Regions from separate parts of the Mus musculus genome. Here region 2 is linked to region 1. A link is a contact called in public HiChIP or PLAC-seq data. All regions are on one chromosome and are shown on one strand. The core of a region is the stretch at or near the end of the contact, and the rest is flanking DNA. Distances in the headings are between cores, read along the strand shown.

Region 1 (5,456 bases), core at 1,056-3,555:
TAACCTGTCACTCAGGAGACAGAAGGGCTGTGGGTGCTGCCTGGGTCCTCCAGCCCCTCACCTTGCCTCAGTCCATTGTGAAAGATAAACCTCCACATAGAGGAAACCCCACCTACCGTTGGCTTGCTCCAGTCTAGCCCAGGTTCAGTGAGGAACTCTTTTTTTGTCTTTTGTTTGTTTTTTGAGACAGGATCTCTTTTCAGGCCTGGAACTTGCAGGCTGGCCTTTAAACCCACAGAGATCCACTTGCCACTGCCTTCTGAGTGCTCAGCTCCGCTGTTTGTATTTGATGTAGTATCTCATGGATCCCAGGCTGGCCCAGACCTCACTCTGTAGCAGAGGATGACCTTGAACTCTCTACCTCCCAGGTCCTGGGAAGATGGGCACCTGCCAAGCCTTGTTTCAGAACTTTCAGCTCTCACATTCCTTCCTGTGCCCACACATAGCACAAAGCCTGCTTAGGCCCTTAGCCACCCCCACTCCCACCCCCACTGCCCAATAACCACATGTCTTAGCTCTGCAGCCAGCTCAGAGCCTGACAGACCAGGACCGGCTTCCAGCCTGCTGCCCTGAGCTCAGATACTTAAAAAAAAAATGTTGCTAATAAGGAGAAAGTCAGTCTGAACACAGCAGACGGTATTGTCTTTGTTCCCAGTGTTCACATGCTCTGTGGCTCCGAGCCTAAGAGCAAAGACAGATAGTTTCCCTGTGCACATGCCTCTCAAAGTTAGGCGCAGTTGGAGAGGACCTTGTTTTCCCCAGCTGCAAATAAATATCAAGGAGGCTGGTAGCTCAGGGGCTCCTACCTGCCTGTGACTCAGAAATGAATGGAAATACCTCTACATATAATATATATATCAGAGCATCCATGAGCAGAAGGCCAGGAGCCCCGGGAAGTCTAGTTTGGGCTGTCAGAGGCAGGGAACAGAACCACACAGCCTGGAAGGTCAAGGAGTGACAAACATCCTTGGAAAGGAGCACATTCCTGGGAGGGCGAGGGAGAGAAACTCGCCTGGCCTGAGAATATCTTCACTGAAAGTTAGCCACCTGCTCAGATCCCAGCAGACACCAGAGGGCTTGAGAAGAGAAAAAAATATATATCTGACATAAGAAATGCAAAGCTGAGAACCACAGACTCTGATTCGGACACAGCCATTTGTCCCCAGAACACGGAAACCCTTGCAGAAATTTCTAGAAAAGTGCAGCAAGGGATTTGCCACAGGGCTAGGGACCCACTGGCAGATAGGTGATCCCCTGAAGGATCCTCGGCGGGCTGCTGTGGCTGTGGACAGAGGCAGGACTCAGCCTACAGAGCTGCAGGGAGTTTGTCCATTTCATTGGAAGACAACACTAAGAGGACACTTGGATCCTAAGACTCTGTAACAATAACCTAGTTACTCCCAGAATTTATTTTTGAAAGTCAGGGTCTCACTATGTGGCCCTAGATGGCTTAGAACTCACTATATAGACCAATCTAGCCTAGAATTCACAGAGATTTGCCTGCTTGTTCTTTTCGTGGGAATTAGGATGGAGCCCAGGGCACCACAGACGCTTGACGAGGGCGTTACACACTGATTTGCAGTCCCACCCCCACCTTCGTTTTGGGGAGCTGGGCTCAAGCTGTCTTCATGCTTCAGTTGCTGAGGGTCCAGGAACTTTTTCTTTTCGAAGAAGCCACATGAAGACTCAGGGCCACCCTTGGTAGGAGGCAGGAAAGCGAAGGGTCGTTGTCCACCCATTTTCCGTGTTTCTCCCTATCTCTGGGTCACCAGATCACACTCCAGGACTTCTGCCTCTGTCTTCACACCCTGGCCCGCTACCACCCATCTAACACCCACACTTTTGTCTTCTCAGCCTTCAGCCCATCAGTCCAATGCTCTGCCCCAAGGCCGATCCAGACAGACCCTCCTCTTCCACCCCTCTCCCCACCCCGCTGTCTTTGTCCGCAGTCACCTTCTGTCTCTCTCCGCTGCCCTCCTGGATCCCTCCCCTCTGTCCAGTACTCTGCCTGATCCTAGGCCCCTGCCCTTAATCCCTCTGATCCCAGCCCCAGACTTTATGGGCCCCTCCCCCTCCTTCAAAAGCCACGCCCTCCCCACTTCCTTCAGTTGCCTCCCACTGGGTCCCCCCTTCAGAAGTTCCTCCTCTTGACCTCCTGGTGCCCTCCCCTTCCTCTGCCCTTTCACCCCGCCCAACTCCCCCCTCCATGTCCGCCCTCCTCTTCTTCCCTCTCGGGGTCCCCTCCCTCTTCCCCGCCCTCCGTAGCTGGCCAGCAGGGGGCGCTGGGCAGAGGCGGGGCGGCGCGGGGACTGGCCGCGATGGGACCGGAGGCGGCGCAGACAAAGGCGCGGGCGGCGCGGGGCGCGCGGAGGGCGCGGGCCGGAGGCTGCAGCGACGACGACGCGGGGTGAGCCAGACAGGGGGACCCCAGCTTCCGAGGCACAATCAGGGAGTCGGGGGCGCAGGAAACGCAGACGGTTTCCAAAGTTGCGGACTGTGAGGCGGGGCCCAGGAGCTGCGGGGTGCAGGCTGAGGGGTTGGGATCCTGGGGTGCCGGCTAGGGGGCCGGCTCAGGTGCTGGCTGGGGCGCGGGGCGCGTCTTCACCGGGTTCCTCAGCCGAGGTCCGGGTGTTGGGGACGCCGCATCGCGAGGCTCCGCCACTTAGAAGTTGCGGGTCAGCGGCTCCCGTAGTTGCCCTCACGAGCTGCCCTGGAGGGAGTGGGAACCGGTGCCAAATGGGAAGCCGGCGTGGGGCTCCTGGCAGGGTCCCCGCCGCGCGCGATCGCGGTTCTCCGCCCCGCGCCTCTGCTCCAAGGCGCGTGACTACTCAGTGAGTAACTTTTCCTGATGGTGGCAAGTCCAGGCAGGAGTGGTCCGACCGGAAGGGCCTGGGTTCGGGGACCCCTTTCCCCCAATCTCCGCCAGTTCCATTAGCGTCTCTGACTGGACAACCCCCCTACCCTCCCTCTGTATGGGAACTTAGGTTTCGCAGCTTCCCAAGACAGCTTGGAGGGGCCCTGACCTCAGACCCCGGGTCTTGACCTCCCGCACCCGCAGGACCCTCCTTCTCCTCCAATCTCCTTAGTTGAAATTTGGGGGACTTAGGAGAATGACAGGTGCAAGCGTTCATAGGAGGCTGGGGAGCTCCGTTCTCCCGGTCCTGTTCCCTGTTCACATGGTGGGGACTAGGATGAACCGCTGTGTGCAATGCGTGCTTGTGTGTGTGTGTGTGCCTGTGCGTTGAGACATGGTCCCACTCTGTAGCCCAGGTTGGCTTCAAAGTCTCCTCATTCTCCCCAGTGCTGGTGCCACCATACCAGGCTTTCATTTTTTCCTTTTAAGTAAGCTCCCTGGAGACTCAGACACAGAGTTATCTGGGCTAAGTGGTCCTTTCTCTCTCTCTCCTCTCTCTCTCTCTCTCTCTCTCTCTCTCTCTCTCTCTCTCTCTCTCTCTCTCTCTCTCTCTCTCTCTCTCTCTCTCTCTCTCTCTCCTCTCTCTCTCTCTCCCTCCCTCCCTCCCTCCCTCCCTCCCTTCCTTCCTAGAGTTATTTATTTTATTTATACAAGTACACTGTAGCTGTCTTCAGACACATCAGAACAGGGCATCCAATCCCATTACAGATGGCTATGAGCCACTATGTGGTTGCTGGGAATTGAACTCAGGACCTCTGGAAGAGCAGTCAGTGCTCTTACCCACTGAACCATCTCTTCAGCCCCGAAGTGGTCCATTTGTGGGATCAGCGAGGTCCTGATTTTCCTGTTAGGTCCCTGGAAGCACTCCACTTTTACTCCTTGAGATGGGTTTATCCCTCCATGATGACCAGGGAGGCCTTGAACTCCTGGGATGCATGATCTAACCGCCTTGGCTTTCAGATAGATAAAACCACAGGGCCTCACCACGGATCCAGCTTTGTCCCACATTTTGATGCAAGGCCCTCTGGGAGGAGAGGGGGGCTGTTGGATGGGAGGGGATGAATGAGATGTTCCACTCGGTTGATCTTGACCTCATGTTCAGTTCCTGTGGGAGGACACTTGCCCAGTGGTGGGTAACCTGGACAGTGAGTATAATCCTGCGTGCCAACAACCAGGCTATTCTCCAAGCCATATCCTACCTACCCTTGCAGTTTGGTGGCACTGTATCACCTCTCTGGTGACACTAGAGATCTAGAGATCACTCAGTCCAGTTGTGGGGGCTTCTCCCAAAAGCAGGGCCTTTTGTTTATGCCTACAGCTCAGTTGATAGAGAGCTTGCATGGGATGCAGGATGCTCTGGGCTCCATCCTCAGCACCACATGAACCAAGAATGATGGCACAAGCTGCCGTCCCAGCATTTAGGAGGTGGAGGCCAGAGGATCAAGAGTTCAAGGTTGCTGTTGGCTGCAAAGTGATTTCAAGGCCAGTCTGGGCTGGGACTGAGGAAGTGGGTGTCTGACCAGCAGCTGCTCCTTTCCTGCCTCGCTGGTTTTGTGAAGTCACCTGGAGGACCCACTTGGCCTGAGTATCCTTGGAGCCTTACTCACAATCTTCTTCTTTCCCTAGGGGACAAACAAGTGACTCCTGTCACCCCTCTGGGTGCCCCTTAGAGGCCATCCAGCCCAACCTGACCAATGTCCACAGCCAGGTGAGCACTCACCCACTCTGGTCTGGCCTTGCCCCTGGGTGGCATCAGACTCCTGCAGAGTTTCTGTCCCTGCTGTAGGGAACAGCCAATCTTCAGCACCCGGGCGCACGTATTCCAGATCGACCCCACTACAAAGCGGAACTGGATCCCCGCCGGCAAGCACGCACTTACCGTGTCCTATTTCTATGATGCAACCCGAAATGTGTACCGCATCATCAGCATCGGGGGTGCCAAGGTCTGAGCAGGGGTTTGGGGGCAGGTGTGCAGCCACCAGCCAGGCTGGGTGACTTGGGAATCAACGATCCTTTCCCAGACCTAACGTCTTCCAGAAATAACTCAGTGGTGGGGTCTCCGAGAAGGGACAAGAGTTCTACTGCAGCCCTTCACTGGGGGATTCTAGGCAGGGGCTCCACCTGTATGCCTTCCGATAGCTCCTCACTGGGGGATCCTAGGTAGGGATTAGCTACTAAGACAGATGCCTAGAGTTCCTTTTTTAATTTTTAACTCCAGTGTGTAGTCTTCAACTTGAATGCTCCTTCTCCAGCAGTCTGTCAGGCTAGTTGCTCCTGGCGCTCATTATCTTCTGACCTGGAATCTTGCTTCCCCCACCTCTAGGCCATCATCAACAGCACTGTCACTCCCAACATGACCTTCACCAAAACCTCTCAGAAGTTCGGGCAATGGGCAGACAGTCGAGCCAACACTGTCTACGGCCTAGGCTTTGCCTCTGAACAGCAGCTGACCCAGGTGGGCAGAGACATGGGCAGTGGTTGGCATCTGTGTTCCTCAGGGTGGGCTGATGGGTGACAGGCCTTCTTGAGTGCCCTGGGTGCT
Region 2 (5,456 bases), core at 2,102-4,601, 330 kb after region 1:
CAGTGTCACATATACTCTTAAGTGTCACACGCACACACAACAGTTTTTTGAAAAGACTCAGGGCTACTAAATATAAATAACAACAAAAGGCCTACTCCCCCCGCCTGGAAACAGCTCTGCGATCTGCAGATGGCTCTCCAAGTTCCAGGCCAGCCCTCAAGTGTGCATGGAACCACTCTAAAAAACTCATCATCTGTGGTACATCAAGGTGTCTTCACGGCTATGGCCAGACTCTCTGTTTAGTTATAGACACCTTCAGAAGCCACTCAAGCAGCCTGGGCCTCAGTTTCCCTGTCTGTGAAATGGAGGTGATGTTATTACTCTCCCATGAGTTCTAGGGAAGGCCTGCACCCTGAGCCTTGGCCCCAGATCCTCTCTGAGGATCCAGTCTTTTAGAGTAGCTCAGGCTGGCCTGGGAAAGCACAGGAGGCAGCAACCAAACAGAAGCAGCTGCTCTCCGGGGTCCATGGTGGTGGGTGTGGCCAAGCTCCTGCAGTTCAGGGCTGTTCTCCAAAACCCTCTGCACAGGGATCCTCTAGACTCTGACACAGAAATGCAATGCTGTGGGGGTGCACCATGGTAGCCACCCTGCCTTCAACCATGCCCTGTTTATCTACAATAATTATTTATAATTCTGTGAGGGTCTCTGCCAACACCAGGGCCAGCAGAGAAACAACCCTGGTGAGGCAGGAGGGAAATCCCTTTTAACAGAACTTGTCAGCTGGAGTCTGACACAGGACAGTTTATTGTAGCCATATTTAAGCACAATTTGGGGGGAAAAAACCATTCTGCTGATAATTAACCTAATCCCCTGTGTCCAAAGAAACTTAAGGCATGTTTACATTGAATCTCTTTACAGAGTGCATATGGACACTTCAATAAAGATGGGTCCTGTTGACCAAGAGACAAAATGTCCACAATAAGGACTGGCCTGACCCTGCAGACAGCACAAGTCACCAGGCTGTTAACCACATCCACATTCTGGGTAGGAGACAGCCATATGTGTCTTCTGTTGAAAAGACTAGCCTGCTGTTTAACGTCCCTAGTTTCCTGAGTGCTTCTCTGTGAAGCCTTCGAGTCCTCTATGAGGTCCCATCCGCTGACCGAATTCACTTGTCAATCTTAATCTGACCAATGACTCTCAGTGTACCCAGTCACACAGCCCATCCCCTGGTCTTTGCTTGGTCAGCAGCCTGGCACGCAGCCTTCCTCCTTCCTGTTAATAAGAATGGAGTGCCCATTGCACAGTCTTCATGGGAGCCAGGAAGGGGTCAGTATAGCAGGACCTAGGGCCTGGCTGCAGGGAAGGCTGTAGGCAGGAGTAGGCATTTCTGGGGTGTCAGACATTTGTGGGGGGACAAGCAGCAGGTAGAGTTGACCTCAGAGACTGGGACAGTGGGGGGCCCAGGCTGTTTCAGCACGGGAGCATTAGGACAGCAGAGCTCAATTGTGGGGTGTAATATATTGGGGACTTTGGTACTGAGAGCTGTCTAGGGATCTTGGGAGTTTTGTGTGTGTGTCACTGGCACTTTGGAGACATTGGAGGTCTCTCAATATCTTTGAGGGTCTCAGGGGTGTCTCTAAGAATCATTGGATATTTTGAGGTGTCTTTGAGCATATATGGTTGTGGCTGAGGGCACTTCTGGCTTCTGTGGCTTTCATTCAAAGATTTTTGTAGACTGGCGCTTGCCACTGTGCCTGACAGTCTGAGGTCAGCCTCTGACCACATGGAGGAGGGAGAGAATAGTCTCTTGTCAGCTGTCCTCTGTCCTACCTGCCATCTCTGCTTCCAGAATATTCCACACCCTAAAAATGAGCCCCTGAGCCCCAGTGTCATGAGCGGGTGGAAGCTGCTAAAGCTCATGTCGTCGTCGGGTCTGACAGCTGTTGCTCAGGGTCATCCACATGGGATGTCATGTCACAGACACTTGGGCTGCTCGTGTGGGACCCAAACCCCAGGCTCACAGCTGGGCTGTGTCTGAGCTCCCTCAATTGCTGAGCACAATCTACAGCCCCAAGAAGGTCTCACCAAGCCAGGCGGTGGTGGCGCACGCCTTTAATCCCAGCACTTGGGAGGCAGAGGCAGGCATGTTTCTGAGTTCAAGGCTAGCCTGGTCTATAGAGTGAGTTCCAAGATAGCCAGGACTACACAGAGAAACCCTGTCTTGAAAAAACAAAAAACAAACAAACAAAACAAAACAAAACAAAACAAAACAAAGGCCTCACCAGGGTCAGGGAACACACACAAACCCAGCTACCAGCATAGGCCAGGCCCCCAAGTGCTAGGGTTCCTGTATCCCACGACCCTGTCAGCCTTGCCACATGGAGCCTCTACATAGGTATCGTCCCCAAGGGGGTCAAGGACAGAGCTGGTCACCCGACCCTATGACCTCACACAGCCTAGCCACTTTCTCTTCTAGGACAGTCTCTCCCTGGGTGGGGTTCTTTCTGATAGCCTGGCATGTCTCTCTGCCTCAGGAATACAGATTCGGTCTTCATACCCCCAACCTCCTCCCTTCCCCTGAGCATACTCCAGCCTGGTTTCCACTGGCCCCGGGACTTGCTGGCTCTGGATTACCCATTTCCACCAGTGTGAGAGTGAGGCCCACACTTCTAGTTCCCCCTTCAGCTTCCTCTTACCCAGCTGCTCCTTGGGCCTCAGGGTCTTAGCTCCTGCTGCCTGCCAGGCACTTATCAGCTATGTGCCCTCCCCTAGCTGGTCCCTACAGCCCCTTTCCAATAGCCTGCTGCAGAAACTTCCACGAAGCACCTGTGAGGGTTAGGAGCTTGGAGAAGTAAGGACAGTTTTTGTTTGTTTGTTTGTTTGTTTGTTTTTTAAAGATTTATTTATTATATGTAAGTACACTGTAGATGTCTTCAGACATTCCAGAAGAGGACATCAGATCTCCTTACAGATGGTTGTGAGCCACCATGTGGTTGCTGGGATTTGAACACAGGACCTTCAGAAGAGTAGTCGATGCTCTTAACCGCTAAGCCATCGCTGCAGCCCTAGGGACAGGTTTTAAGACTCCTTGACAACTCCTAGCTATGTGTTGCTAGCTATCTCTTCTTAGATACCTTGTGGAATTCTGTCCCTTTTTCCTGTCCTGCCTCTATTTGGGGCGGGGCGTGGGGGTGGGGATCGGACCTCTGATCACTGTCCAGTTCTGACCTTTTCCAGGACCAGATGTCCCCCGAGTACCTGCCCAGAGCTGAGGCACTTTAAGTGATTGTTCATTGAGTGAATATTTGCAGAGCCCAGCAAAGATCAGGAAGCGGGTGGAGGGGAAGCTGCGGGCCAAGGAGCTCAGGGTGAGGTCACAGCAAGAGAGAAGTGGGACAGTAAGGCCCCTCCTCCTCTCGTGAGAGCCTGAGGCTGGCAGAGGGCTCTCTGCTGTCCCCTCCACTCCTACACCTACTCGTCTTCCCGTCTTCCCGCAGGCGTGGATTAACAGGTGGAAAGCACCAGGAGCTGTGAACCCCAACCCAGACCCTAGGACCCTGAGGCTTACGAGACATCACGAAGGCCAGGAGGTGAGACTCAAGGCAACGTCGCGTCCAGCTCACTCGCGGATTGGGCAATGTAGAATAATAGCAGGGTCTGCAGGAAAGATGGCCAGGATCGGGCTAGGAGGTTTCCAGGACAACAACTCGTTTGCATACGGTTGTGTGGTTGTGTCTTGGCCAGTGAGAGGTGCTGCAGAGATGCAAAGCCTGGGCAGGTGTGTGTGGGGGTGGGATAGTCTAGTCTTGTGGTGGGCAGGTGCAGGATGCACCCATTTCACAGACCAGCATTTGGAGGCCCAGGAACCAGGGAAACCCAGAGAAAGGTGGCCAGCCAGGGGCCATGGGCTTCCATGTCAGAAAAGCCTTAACTGGTTGGGGTGCTTTATTTGGGTTTTATTGGGTCTCACTAAGTAGACCCGGCTAGCCTCGAACTCGCAGAGATCCACCTGCCTCTGCCAGACGAGTACTGGGATTAAAGGCACGAGCCACTACATGGTTTGAATTATTAATCTGTATTTAAAACAAAACCAAACCAGTGTTTAACTTAGGTGTTACCACACAGGTTGCTGGGATGGGAAGCATCAGAACTAGGTTGCTGTGGTTATGTCTCCTGATGCTGTTGGCCCTGCTTCACAAGTCAGGAAGTCAAGATCTCACCTGCATGGTTCACCCGAGCAGGGTAGACTGGACTCAGACATTTAATGGCACCTGCCTCAATTTCAGTGGCCTTGGCCTGTCCCTGCCAAGGAGCCCCTTGCAGGCCAGCCATGCTCAAGTCCTGGACCTGTCTAAGAATGGCCTGCAGGTGCTCCCTGGGGCTTTCTTCGACAAGCTGGAAAAGCTGCAGACCCTGATTGTCACCCACAACCAGCTGGACAGTGTGGACAGGTCCCTGGCCTTGCGCTGTGACCTGGAGCTCAAGGCAGACTGCAGCTGTGGGCTGGCCTCCTGGTATGCTCTCCGCCAGAACTGCTCCGGGCAGCAGCAGCTACTGTGTCTACACCCAGCCACCGAAGCTCCAAGGAACCTCTCCACCTTCCTTCAGGTCAGCTGTCCCCCCAGCTGGGGCCCGGGGACCATTGGAGCCCTTGTTGCTGGGACTATCTCCCTGGCTGTGGCTGTCAGTGGATCTGTGCTGGCCTGGAGACTTCTTCGCCGCCGCCGCAGAGCCAGTGAGCACAGCCTCAGCAAAGCCCAGATGTCCCCACACGATATCCCCAAACCAGTGACAGATTTCCTGCCAAGGTACAGCAGCCGGCGACCTGGCCCCAAGGCCCCAGACTCACCACCCAGCAGGTTCACAATGGATTATGAGAATGTCTTTATTGGCCAGCCGGCCGAGGACTGCTCATGGTCTGCAGCCAGGTGAGTGACCATAGATCCCTGCCCACAGTGAACAAGGACTGCTTTAGCAGGACAGAGGCATGCCCCGTCAGAGTCAGCGGAATTACCAGCTACTCAGCAGTTGGCCTGAGACTGTCAGCTGGGCCTTGTGCAGGCTGTGTGGCCAAGTGGCTTCATATGTTCAGATGAGGGCTGCAGGCCTCCCCTCCCCTTTAGGGGTTGGGGTAAGAGTTTGGAAAGTTTCCAAGGGGCCAGTCCCCACGTTGTGAGCTGTAAACCCAGCTCATACCTCTGGAGGAAGCCAGGCTCCAGGTCAACTAGGGCTTGGTGAAAGGTCAGCAGCCCGGGCTCCTGACTTCGTGGATGTCTGTGTCCCCATGCTATAGGGACATCAATGGAATCTCCCTGTGGCTTGTAGGATGCACAGCAGGTGAGGACTGGATAAAATGAGTAAGGCTGTTAGGCTGTTGTCCCCACCTACCTTCCCACTTCCCAGCGGGGGGGGGGGGTGCAGGGGAGAGAGAGAGTTGAGAAATTTGTGAGTTGCCTGTGGAGGGTGACCCACCAGGGAAAAAGAGAAGTTGGGCTGGAAGCTGAGGTAGGGG

Evidence for each region. HiChIP or PLAC-seq counts read pairs in DNA pulled down with a chosen protein or histone mark.
Region 2: a contact with region 1 is called in an H3K27ac HiChIP or PLAC-seq map of the HPC-7 cell line, with 6 times the contacts expected there. The contact joins the promoter of Lrrc25 here to the promoter of Homer3 in region 1. A contact is called at or near these places in 7 of 39 promoter capture datasets (the HPC-7 cell line, HPC-7-derived erythroid cells, fetal liver and 3 more), 1 of 15 datasets of contacts at CTCF or cohesin (embryonic stem cells), 2 of 484 Hi-C or Micro-C datasets (cardiomyocytes and embryonic stem cells), 7 of 115 datasets of contacts at active chromatin or transcription factors (the HPC-7 cell line, the NIH/3T3 cell line, bone marrow-derived macrophages and 2 more) and 3 of 9 other capture datasets (adipose tissue, embryonic stem cells and liver).

The regions. Positions count from the first base shown.
Region 1 is chr8:70,280,694-70,286,149 of GRCm38.p6, forward strand. Homer3 (homer scaffolding protein 3) reads left to right here and starts at 2,306. Exons shown (of 10, transcript NM_001146153.1): 1 at 2,306-2,407; 2 at 4,541-4,622; 3 at 4,701-4,857; 4 at 5,238-5,369. The coding sequence starts at 4,609.
Region 2 is chr8:70,613,493-70,618,948 of GRCm38.p6, forward strand. Lrrc25 (leucine rich repeat containing 25) reads left to right here and starts at 3,352. Exons shown (of 3, transcript NM_153074.3): 1 at 3,352-3,534; 2 at 4,070-4,872. The coding sequence starts at 4,079.